Linked DNA regions of Mus musculus: all the other regions are linked to region 3. The links are chromatin contacts, called in public HiCAR-type and promoter capture Hi-C maps. All regions are on one chromosome and are shown on one strand. The core of a region is the stretch at or near the end of the contact, and the rest is flanking DNA. Distances in the headings are between cores, read along the strand shown.

The links. Promoter capture Hi-C pulls out the DNA fragments that hold promoters and counts their contacts. HiCAR-type assays count read pairs that join an accessible place to other places.
Region 1: a contact with region 3 is called in a HiCAR-type map of fibro-adipogenic progenitors, with 4 times the contacts expected there. The contact joins two enhancer-like sites. A contact is called at or near these places in 2 of 39 promoter capture datasets (frontonasal cranial neural crest and hippocampal neurons) and 2 of 115 datasets of contacts at active chromatin or transcription factors (fibro-adipogenic progenitors and pancreatic cancer cells).
Region 2: a promoter capture Hi-C map of 3T3-L1-derived adipocytes shows a contact between it and region 3, with 3 times the contacts expected there. The contact joins the promoter of Ubxn8 here to the enhancer-like site in region 3. A contact is called at or near these places in 5 of 39 promoter capture datasets (the 3T3-L1 cell line, 3T3-L1-derived adipocytes, the HPC-7 cell line and 2 more), 5 of 115 datasets of contacts at active chromatin or transcription factors (embryonic forebrain, embryonic limb bud, embryonic stem cells and 1 more) and 1 of 9 other capture datasets (adipose tissue).

Annotation. Positions count from the first base shown.
Region 1 is chr8:33,658,815-33,662,434 of GRCm38.p6, forward strand. All of the region lies in intron 1 of Gsr (glutathione reductase), which reads left to right. Among named protein-coding and RNA genes, the nearest start is that of Gsr, 7.4 kb to the left of the region's middle. Within about 2 kb of position 1,902, at least 169 of the 459 cell types and tissues checked have an H3K27ac peak or open chromatin away from gene starts, as enhancers often do. A contact at or near this core is called in fibro-adipogenic progenitors, where this site is marked.
Region 2 is chr8:33,639,858-33,643,452 of GRCm38.p6, forward strand. It overlaps Ubxn8 (UBX domain protein 8), which reads right to left and starts at 2,119. Exons shown (of 8, transcript NM_178648.2): 1 at 1,993-2,119. The coding sequence starts at 2,080.
Region 3 is chr8:34,063,845-34,067,642 of GRCm38.p6, forward strand. Gm40487 (a long non-coding RNA gene) reads left to right here. Exons shown (of 3, transcript XR_870314.2): 3 at 531-727. Among named protein-coding and RNA genes, the nearest start is that of Gm40486, 9.9 kb to the left of the region's middle. Within about 2 kb of position 1,762, at least 56 of the 459 cell types and tissues checked have an H3K27ac peak or open chromatin away from gene starts, as enhancers often do. A contact at or near this core is called in 3T3-L1-derived adipocytes, adipose tissue and fibro-adipogenic progenitors, where this site is marked.

The sequences.
Region 1 (3,620 bases), core at 652-3,151, 400 kb before region 3:
ACGACTGTTTGCTTTTTTTTCTTCCTACTTCTGGGTCATCTCCTTCCCCAAGACTTTACTCCAGTGATAGGGTAGAAAGACCCTCCCCTCAGAGGTACATGTGGCCAAAATGAGTGAGTTGGTACCATGATGTTGGTACCCTATCCCCAGTGTGCTGCTATTTGGAGATGCTGAGGTTAGGTGACGACATGAGAGTGATGAGGGAGACCAGGGTTTTTTGTTTTGTTAATTTTACTTATTAATTTTTATGTGCATTGATGTTTTGCCTGCATATCTGTCTTTGTGTCTGAGGGTGTCAGAGCCCCTGGCATTGGAGTTACAGACAGTTGCCAGCTGCCATGTAGTTGCTGGGAATTGAACCCAGGTCCTTTGGAAGAACAGCCAGTGCTCTTAACCGCTGAGCCATCTTCCCAGCCCCAAGACCAGGGCTTTCTTTCCCGTGTCAGCACTTGGATGCCAGATTTCCCAGCCTCTAGACTGAGAAACGTGGGTCAAGTAAATTCTCCAGTCTGGTGTTTTGTTATGACTGCTTGGACTAACATGATTGGTATGTGTCTAAAAGCTCAGTTTTCTTTCTTAGCGATTTTTAAAAATTAAAGAAAAGTTTGTGTATGTCCGTGTCTCACATGTTTCTAGTTGACCTTGAACTCTGTAGCTAGGGATAACCTTGCATCGTTTTCTCCTTTTGTTTTGTTTTGAGACAGGGTCTTTCTTACTCTGTGGTCCAGGCTGTCTTCAATTTTGCCATCTTTCTGCCGTAGCCTCTCCAGTGTTGGAATGACTCATTTTCCTCCATTCTGGCTCCACTTTTTATTTTATTTTATTATTTTTAAAAAATATTTATTTATTATTATATATAAGTTTACTGTAGCAGACATCAGACACACCAGAAGAGGGTGTCAGATCTCATCACGGGTGGTTGTGAGCCACCATGTGGCTGCTGGGATTTGAACTCAGGACCTTTGGAAGAACAGTGAGTGCTCTTACCCACTGAGCCATCTCACCAGCCCCTCCACTTTTTATTTGAGTTTTCTGATGATTTATTTATTTATTTATTCTATGTATATGAGTACACTGTAGCTGTACAGATGGTTGTGAGCCACCATGTGGTTGCTGGGATTTGAACTTGGGACCTTCAGAAGAGCAGTCAGTGCTCCCAACCGCTGATCCAACCTCACCAGCCGCCCACTTTTTATTTTTTTTTTTTAATAGAATCTGTTCCTTTAAGACTTCGATGTTGAGTCAGGTGTTAAGAAGCCAGGTAGGAGATGGGCTTGCCCAGCACTGGACTGAAAACTGTAGCATCAAGAACCGCTGCTAAATCGAGCCACAGAGAAAGGCATTCGCAGACCCAATAGTGTGCGTCCATTGGAGTTCCTCCAGAGTTTTCAGAACCAGTCGAAAACCAAGTAAAGAAAAACAACCCGTGGTTGGTAGAGTTTTGCATTGTATTATCTCTTTTCCCCCAGAATTAAAGAGAACCCCCTATTGCCCAGGGCAGTGCAGAAGAAACACTTTGAGTGTGATCTTTGAATTAAGTTCTCAAAAGTACAAACCAGTGTGAAACTCACCCAAAGGCAGGCTGAATCAGAGCCCCTGGGAGCTTCAGTCCTCCCTCCAGGCAGACCTTGGAGGAGCTGAGGGGGGAACCCTCTGGCTTCTGCTCCCTTGCTCTGTAGGGTCCCCAGCTCCAGTGCTTGCTGCGTGTACTGGTTCTGGGATTAGGTGGAGCCCAGTTCTTGTGGGATTCAGCACATCTCCCCAGCAAGCCTTTGTGTGGTAAGGGTTGACTGAGTGACTGGCAAAGCTTTCTTTGTTTCTAATTTACTGGGAACTGGGCTGTACAGCGCTGCGGGAGAAAGCCACAGGGCAGGCCTGGGAAAGGGTTGTTCCCTAGATTATGGCTCGCCCAGTGAGCAAACAGTGACTTAGCAACATGCTAATCATAGCGAGCGCACTGTCCACAGAATGTGCTTTTAATTTCCCAATGTAGATTTCTAACAGCCCAGGCTAAAGGAAGTTCACTTCCTTTAGTTCTCATGGGTTCCCCTTAAAAAACAGAGCATTGGCTCTCATCTGCTCTGTGAATGTAGGACTTCATAAAATGAGACCAGCCTGTTCCCTTAACTGTTCACTGAATAAGTGGTTGTAAAGAGAGAGCCTTGTTGGAGTTGGTAATAAAATATTATTTAACTTTGGTCATTCGCCTTGTTGATTGGCTTTTTTTTTAAGTGGTCCTACTATATTTTTATTTGTAAAAAGAATGTTATTAGCTGGGTAATGGTGGCACACACCTTTAATCCCAGCACTCGGGAGGCAGAGGCAGGAGGATCTCTGTAAGTTGAAGGCCATTCTGGTCTACAGAGCTAGTTCCAGGATAGCCAAGGCTATACAGAGAACCCCTGTCTTGAAAAATGAAAACCAAACAATAGTTTTTGTTTGTTTGTTTGTTTGAATTTGAGATGATTTTGCCACCTCTAACATGGAATTTCCTAGATGTCGAAAGTTCAGTAAGCCAGGCTTTCTGACTGCATCTAGGGATGAGATCATCACAAAACAGGACCAGGCCTGCAAAATGGCTCAGCAGGTGGAGATGCTCCCTGCTGAGACTCGTGATTTTTTTCCAATTTTTTATTAGATATTTTCTTTATTTACATTTCAAATGCTATCCCGAAAGTCTCCTATACCCTCCCCCCACCCTGCTCCTCTAGCCACCCACTCCCATTTCCCGGCTCTGGCGTTCCCTTGTACTGGGGCATATAAAGTTTGCAAGACCAAGGGGCCTCTTCCCAGTGATGGCCGACTAGGCCATCTTCTGCTACATATGCAGCTAGAGACAGGAGCTCCAGGGTACTGGTTAGTTCATATTGTTGTTCCACCTATAGGGTTGCAGATCCCTTTAGCTCCTTGGTTACTTTCTCTAGCTCCTGCATTGGGGGCCCTGTGATCCATCCAATAGCTGACTGTGAGCATCCACTTCTGTGTTTAGCATAGCCTCACAGGAGACAGCTATATCAGGGTCCCTTCAGCAAAATCTTTCTGGCATATGCAATAGTATCTGGGTTTGGTGGCTGATTATGGGATGGATCCCTGGGTGGGGCAGTCTCTGGATAGTCCATCCTTTCTTCTTAGCCCCAAACTTTTTCTCTGTAACTCCTTTCATGGGTATTTTCCCTATTCTAAGGAGGAATGAAGTATCCACACGTTGGTTTTCCTTCTTGAGTTTCATGTGTTTTGCAAATTGTATCTTGGCTATCTTGGGTATTCTAAGTTTCTGGGCTAATATCCACTTATCAGTGAGTGCCTATCTAATGACTTCTTTTGTGATTGGGAACAATATTGTTTTTGAAGGGCAAACAAGCAAGTTTGTTCAGAAGCAAAGAAGTAGCTTCCTATAGCTGGGGGCGGAGGGGGGGCTTGAAAATGAGTTGCCTGGGTTTTACATTTTAAGTATTTATTTTTATCGTTTTTAAATGTATGAGTGCAGGTGCCTACAGTAATCACAGGTGCCGGGTATCCCAGGAACCACAGTTACTGGTGGTTATGAGCCATCTCTTCAGAATATTTTTACATTAAAATGTTTCTCTTTTTTTTGAGATAGACAGTTGCCCAGGCTGGCC
Region 2 (3,595 bases), core at 869-3,368, 420 kb before region 3:
TGTCTCAAAATACAAACAAACAAAACCCAACAACAACACACCACACAAAGTGTGCTTAAGGAGGGAGGCAGACATGGAGACTAACCTGCGGGCTTTTGTTTCTGCTTCACCGTATCTCAACTCTGTCCACAATTCATTCATATTCCTTCTGTTGCCCCAGTCTAAGCCATCCCTGTAACTATTCACTACAGCAAACTCTAACTTGGCTCACTACTCTGCACTATAGCTCCATTCCAAAGCATTCTCCACACAGAATCCAGAATGGCCCTTTAAAAAACTAGGGGCGGGAGGCAGAGGCAGGCGAATTTCTGAGTTTGACGCCAACCTGGTCTACAAAGTGAGTTCCAGGACAGTCAGGGCTACACAGAGAAACCCTGTCTCGATAAAACAACAAAAAAAAAAGAGAGAGAGAGAAAAAAAACTATGGGTTACTATAGGACCTGAAAACATGAGGCAGGAGGTTTGCTTCAAGACACAGGCTAACCTAAGCTAATTGAAGACTCAAAAGACACACATAATAATAAAAACCATGCAGGGTAGTGATGATGCACACCTTCAATCCCAGCACTGGGGAGGCAGAGGCAGGTGAATCTCTATGAGCTCAAGACCAGCCTGCTCTATAAAGTGATTCCAGGGCACCACGGGCTGTTACACAGAAAAACTCTAGAAAAAGAAAAGAAAAGAAAAGAAAAGAAAAGAAAAGAAAAGAAAAGAAAAGAAAAGAAAAGAAAAGAAAAGAAAAGAAAAGAAAAGAAAAGAAAAGAAAAGAAAAGAAAAGAAAGAAAGAAAGAAAGAAAGAAAGAAAAAGAAAGGAAAGAGCTGGAGAGATGGCTAAGCAGTTAAGAGCACTGACTGCTCTTCCAAAGGTCCTAAGTTCAATTCCCAGCAACCACATGGTGGCCCACAACCATTCATAATGAGATCTAACGCCCTCTTCTGGTGTGTCTGAAGACAGCTACTGTGTGTACTTACATATAATAAATAAATCTTAAAAAAAAATCAAAACCACCTCCAATTAGTCACTGATCGTCCTCAATAAATCACAGTGCTCTCAAATGTAAAGATTTTAACAGTACTGTAAACTCAAGTATCCCCTTACTTTTATGTTCTACAGAAGGTGATTAACTGATAAGAACTTTTTAGACTATGGAATGGTTCAAATGTTGCAGGTCCAGAGCCTAACCATGGATTATTATGGGCTTTAATTAGCCCACTTAATAGTCACTCATTGTTCACCTATATGCCTGACCTAACTATGCCTATCACATGGAACCTACACAATATATTAACTTAGCCCACAACCTTCTACCAATCCAAAAGTTTATTTTGTGAGCACCTGAGCCCTCTGCGAGAGGTTTTCCTACACGTTGCTGTAACTCATCTCCCTGATGGACCTACATATATTTAAGGTGTTTTGTGACATTTTTTTGGCTGTTACAATAAAAACTTTTGGAACCGTGGAACCGAGAATTTGAAGTAACCCAAATCCGTATTCTCAGAACACCACGGACATTTAGATTCGATTCCAAAATAAACTCTGACCTGCTCTGGGGCAGAGCGCTGTTTTTTAGGCTAACAGTACCTACAAGTCGTTGTGGCAGTAGTGGAGAGTGAGATTGCAAACAGGGTCTGACTTAGAATAAGATTCTCAGAAATGGTACTTGGGGACTCCCTTTCATCCATTCCTTGATCATGACACAAAGGCTTTCACCTGAAACATGGCTCAGCTATCAGCTTATTTACTTCCGGCTCTCATTACTCTTAGAGGCGAAACAGTTCCTATCTGTCCCTGCGCTTCTCACTCGGGTCCCTTTCCAAGCCGACCCTGGCCAGAGATCAAGAGAACTTTTTCCCGCGGAAATGGAGGCGGTTCCGGAAGAGGGGCGGGCGCGATGGATTCTGGGGATTGTAGTCAAAAGCGCGCGGAGGTCCGCGCCGCTCAGGTGACAACACTCCAGCTGGGAGCACCGAGAGGAGAAAGGCAACACTTACCGAGACTCGGGATCCCGCGCCGGAGCTCCAGACACAAGAGAGGGAGAGCAGAGAGCAAGAAAAGGCCCACGACGCCACGAGAAGCCATGGCGCGGAGGGCTCGCTGGGCGCAGTGCCCGCCCCTTCCGGCCGTGCCTTCCGCGAGCTCGCCCCGGAGGCCTCGGGCTGGGAGGAATGGAGGGAGGATGCTGTGCCCTGAGGCTGGGGCGCGGGCCCGGATGCGATTGCTCAGACGGCGCGGGTCATCTCCTTCGGCTGGGACGGTCCCTGTCCTGTGGATCTGAGGCTGGTCACGATGACAGTGGCTTATCAGACTGTGCAGGTCTAAAAGATGGTGCTCAGAAGACTGAAATGACTTAAAAGGGGCGGTTGACGCTGCGAGGCCCGGTGGCCTTGTGTCCCTTGGGGGTAACAGGGCGTTTGGTTCTTAGCTAACTAGTTACTAAGCATCTTCTCTTCCTAACAGGTCCTGCGGGAAGCTTAAAAGTGGGGTCTGCTCCCTAGTGCCTGTTCCTGCCCCACACCCGCGTGGAGAGTTCCCTAGACCTGCCCCCCACTCACTGTTCTCCCTGTCAATGCCTACACGTGTTACAGTTATGACTTAACGTTGGCCTCACAGTGACTTCCCTGCCACTCCATGACTCAGCTCTGGTAACTTAGAGTTCAGGAATGGAGGGCCTTCCCACTGACAAGATTCCCAACTTGGCAAGTCCTCAACCATCAATACCCCCAGTCGCTCTTCAGTTTAGCTTAAGTTCCAAGTATGTGTAAGTTACTGAATTTGTCCTAAACAAACTCAGCCCTGGGATACATGTCCTGTACAGAGACTATCTGATGTCTGGTGCCATGATAGGAATGTCTGTATAGAGTGCTACAGAACCACGTTCTGCAGTGTGGAGAAGAATTTCCTGAGGAGATAGTGACTAAAGTGTGAAGGTTTGGAGTTTGGACTTCGGACACTTTTAACCACAGCACTAGGGAGGCAGTGGCAGATGGATCTCTGAGTTCAAGGCCAGCCTGGTCTACAGAGTGAGTTCCAGGACTGCACAGAGAAACCCTGATTGAAAAAAACAAAAGAAAAAAAAAGTATACAGAGGAGCGTCCAAGACCTTGGAACAGTGAGCCCTAAATGGGTGAATATGAAACCCTCCCCTTAGGGAACCCCAAAGGAGCAGAGGCAGAAAGAGTAAGAGCAAAAGGGATGAAGGGCACGGAGAAAACAAGGCCCTCCAAAGCAAAAAAGATCGATAAATATGTGAACTCAGTGAACTGAGGCAGCATGCACAGAGCCTGTGTGGATCTTCACCGATAAGCTCCTAGAGCCCAAAGAAGTAGACAGCTATCCCCATCCTTAATCCAGCCACTATCTCCAACTGATAACCACTTGAAAAAGTAAATTCTCTCTCCAGGGAAGGCTCACTTGAAAAACATTTGCGATGGTAGACTGAATGGCCAGCAGTGGATGGCCAATACAACCTTAGAGGTTCCTGCTCTTGAAATGTCATGTCAGAGTCCTGCCTTTTTTTTTTTTTTAACCTCCTTTTACCCTAAAGTTCCTTTGTGTATATATTATGGCTTCCAGTTTAGTGTTTTTATGGCATTC
Region 3 (3,798 bases), core at 512-3,011:
TGCTGTGGTGACCTCCAACCATAACATTATTACGTCGCTACTTCATAACTGTAATTTGCTATTGCTATGAATTGAAATGTAAATATCTGATATCTGACCCCAGGGAGTCATGACCAGCAGGTTGAAAGGCACTGGTATAGACAGCCGGTTCCTCAAAGTTTACTAATCTGAGAGGTAAGCTCCAGGTTTAGAGGGAGACTAACTCAAAAGGTCGGGAGGAGAACAATAAAGACACTTGATCTCTGGTTTGCAAAAGCACACTCATGGGTGAGTGTACTTGAACAGACAAGGAGAGAGAGAGAGAGAGAGAGAGAGAGAGAGAGAGAGAGAGAGAGAGAGAGAGAGAGAGAGAACACAAACAAGAAAACACACACACACACACACACACACACACACACACACACACACACACACCGAGGGGAAATAGGCCAAAGCGTTTGCCCAGCAAGGCAAAATCTAATTCTCCAGTTTGGAATGTAGATCTGGCATAGTCTTATTTTCTTCCATTTCCTGCTTGCCTCCCTATCCAGACTCACCCTGCATAATGCATGCAGTTGACCCTCCATGGCTACAGGGCTCTGCACAGATTGTTCGCACTCTGGAATGTTCTTCCTCCTTTTCCACCTGACTGGCTTCTAATCATGCTTCAAAGAGTCAACTCAAATGTCACATTCTCATGCACAGAAAGTAATCTCTAGTCCGGGTCTCATTTTACTGGGAATTAATCATCTTAGTTGTCATGGTGAGACTTGTTACCCTTGGAGGGGCGGTAGCAGCATGCATCTTGGGAGTAAAGTGGTGTTCACAGTAAACTTCTGAAGGATATTCTTTTTTTTTTTTTTTTTTTTTTAATTTTTTTTTTAAAGATTTATTTATTTATTATATGTAAGTACACTGTAGTTGTCTTCAGATACACCTGAAGAGGGCATCAGATCTCATTACGGGTGGTTGTGAGCCACCATGTGGTTGCTGGGATTTGAACTTCGGACCTTCGGAAGAGCAGTCGGGTGCCCTTACCCACTGAGCCATCTCACCAGCCCCTGAAGGATATTCTATTCGCCACCAGTTCCTATGAACGACGGTTTCTAAATGGTGACGGTGAAGTTACAATTGGTAGCAGTATCAAAAGATATGAAAGGGGCTGGAGGGATGGCTCAGCGGTTAAGAGCACTGACTGCTCTTCCAGAGGTCCTGAGTTCAAATCCCAGCAACCATATGGTGGCTCACAACCATCTGTAATGGGATCTGGTGCCCTCTTCTGGGGTGTCTGAAGACAGCAACAGTGCACCTTCATATAATAAATAGATAAATCTTTAAAAAAAAAGATATGAAGATTTTTTTGTTTTTTTGTTTTCTTTGTGAGTCAGAGAAAGTGGGGAGGGAAGGAGAGGTTCCTGATAAGATACTAGCTATTCCCTACTACTAATAACACCTTAGGCATATCACAACCTAACAAATGACTACATTTCCCAGACTTCCTTGTGGCCAAGGCCAAACATATGACTAGGTCCCCACCCTAGTTTATGGATAGAAGAGATAAGCGTGACATCCATGCTTATTGCTTAAGGGGAAACAGTTTGCTGTCTGCTTTTTCTCTTCCCCTTTTTCTGGACCAAATATAAGGTGGTCATGACCCAGCTTTGACCACTCAGCCAAGAACAACATCCTAGGAACTGTGATGCAACATGATGGGAAGGAGCCACGTCCCTAAATGACCCAAAGGAGCTCAACAGCGCCAGCAGCCTGGACCACTCAGCTCTGGTCAGTTGCGTCTTCTTCAAGCCAAGAGTTGGGATCGTAGCCATGTTACCAATGCTTTACTCTAGCCATCTAGCCTTGCGGCCAAACAGGAGACAGTTCTCTAGAGCAGAGAAGAAATCACTGGTCCCCTTTTTGTCTCCATACCCCAAACATCAAACATAGCATCTTATAGATGAGAAGTGTTCAAGGAGCCTTTGATAATTCAATGGGTGCTGGGCTGGAAGGGAGGGAAGAGACAGGCGGTAAAAAGTGAGTGATGGAATGGGCTGTAGTCTTGGAAGTAGAGTGTTTGCCTGGCATATAGGTAGGAGGCAGGCCCTTAGTTTGATCCCAGCATGGCAAAAAAAAAAAAAAAAAAAAAAAGACGGAAGAAAGAAAGGAAAGATGAATGGAAGGAAAGAAAGACTATGTTAGAACATCTCTGAACAGCCCGTGAAGCAAGCGCAGGTGAAGGAGGACTTCCATTGCTGCCACCTAGATTCCATGGAACTTTTTTTTTTTTTTAAAAGTTAGGGGGGAAAATATCACGTTAGTTGATTGACCCCTGCTGGCCGTTTGGAATTCTGCAGCTTGAATCAGTCAAACTGTTCAGCCAAAAATGTCTTCACTTTTTAGAGATCAAGGAAGCAGCTGTTAAAAATCTGAATCCACACTTAGGAAGCACTAAAACCCAACAACGATAGACACAGCCGGGGGGGGGGGGTCGGGGGGGGGGACAGACGACGACTAACAATAACAGAGAAGTGCTCTGGGCCGGCCACGGTGGCGGCGGTGCTGAAGCAGCCCTCCTCCAATGGAGGAGGGATGGCTCAGGATCTGGTTTTGCTCTAGAAGGTTGATTGAAGCTCGGGGTCCAGTTTCTCCTTTTTATAGATGTGTTTCTGTCCTTTGATCATGTCAAGCCGTAAGATGTCTCTCTGGTCCTTTCTCTTCTCTCCTCCTGTCATTTCCTTATCTGTTTCCACAGCTTGGCCTCTCTCTCTCTCTCTCTCTCTCTCTCTCTCTCCCTCTCCCTCTCTCTCTCTCATTTCTATCAGTGGAGTTAGTCATGACATTGTTGAGTTATTTGATTAAGAAAAAAAAATGAGGGCTGGTGAGATGGCTCAGCAGGTAAGAGCACCCGACTGCTCTTCCAAAGGTCTAGAGTTCAAATCCCAGCAACCACATGGTGGCTCACAACCATCTGTAACGAGATCTAGCACCCTCTTCTGGAGTGTCTGAAGACAGCTACAGTGTACTTACATATAATCAATAAATAAATCTTTAAAAAAAAAAAAAGAAAAAAAATGAAAGCTGAAAAATAAACAAAAAACTTTCTTTCTTTTTTTTCTTTTTTCTTTTTTTAGTTTAGTTTTGTTTTCTTTTTCGAGACAGGGTTTCTCTGTGTAGCCCTGGCTGTCTTGGAACTCACTCTGTAGACCAGGCTGGCCTCGAATTCAGAAATCTGCCTGCCTCTGCCTCCCAAGTGCTGGACCCACACCCGGCTGTAACAAAACACTTTCGTTCACAAACTCTCTCAAAGCATTGTCAAGAATCAGAATCTCCTCAGACTAGAAGAAGGCATCCCAGGGCAGCGGCAGGGCTCTTCTTCAGTTTTGGGGATGGGGGAGATGCTTCTAAAAACCAGCCTGGTAACTCTCAGAGTGGCTGGAGAGATGGCTCAGTGGTTAAGAGCGCTCACTGCTCTTTCAAAGGACTGGGGTTTAATTCCCAGCATTCACGGAGTGACTTCAACTCCAGTTTCAAGGTGTCTGACTCTGTCTTTTTTCCTCCTCTTGAGGCCCTGGGCACTCTTTTTTTTTTTTTTTTTTTTTTTTTTTTCGGTTTTTGGTTTTTCGAGGCAGGGTTTCTCTGTGTAGCCCTGGCTGTCCTGGAACTCACTCTGTAGACCAGGTTGGCCTCCAATTCAGAAATCCACCTGCCTCTGCCTCCCGAGTGCTGGGATTAAAGGCGTGCACCACCATGCCCGGTGAGGCAGAACACTCATATGTGCTGCATAGTTTTACATAAACTTGAGACAAGCTAAAGTCATCTGAG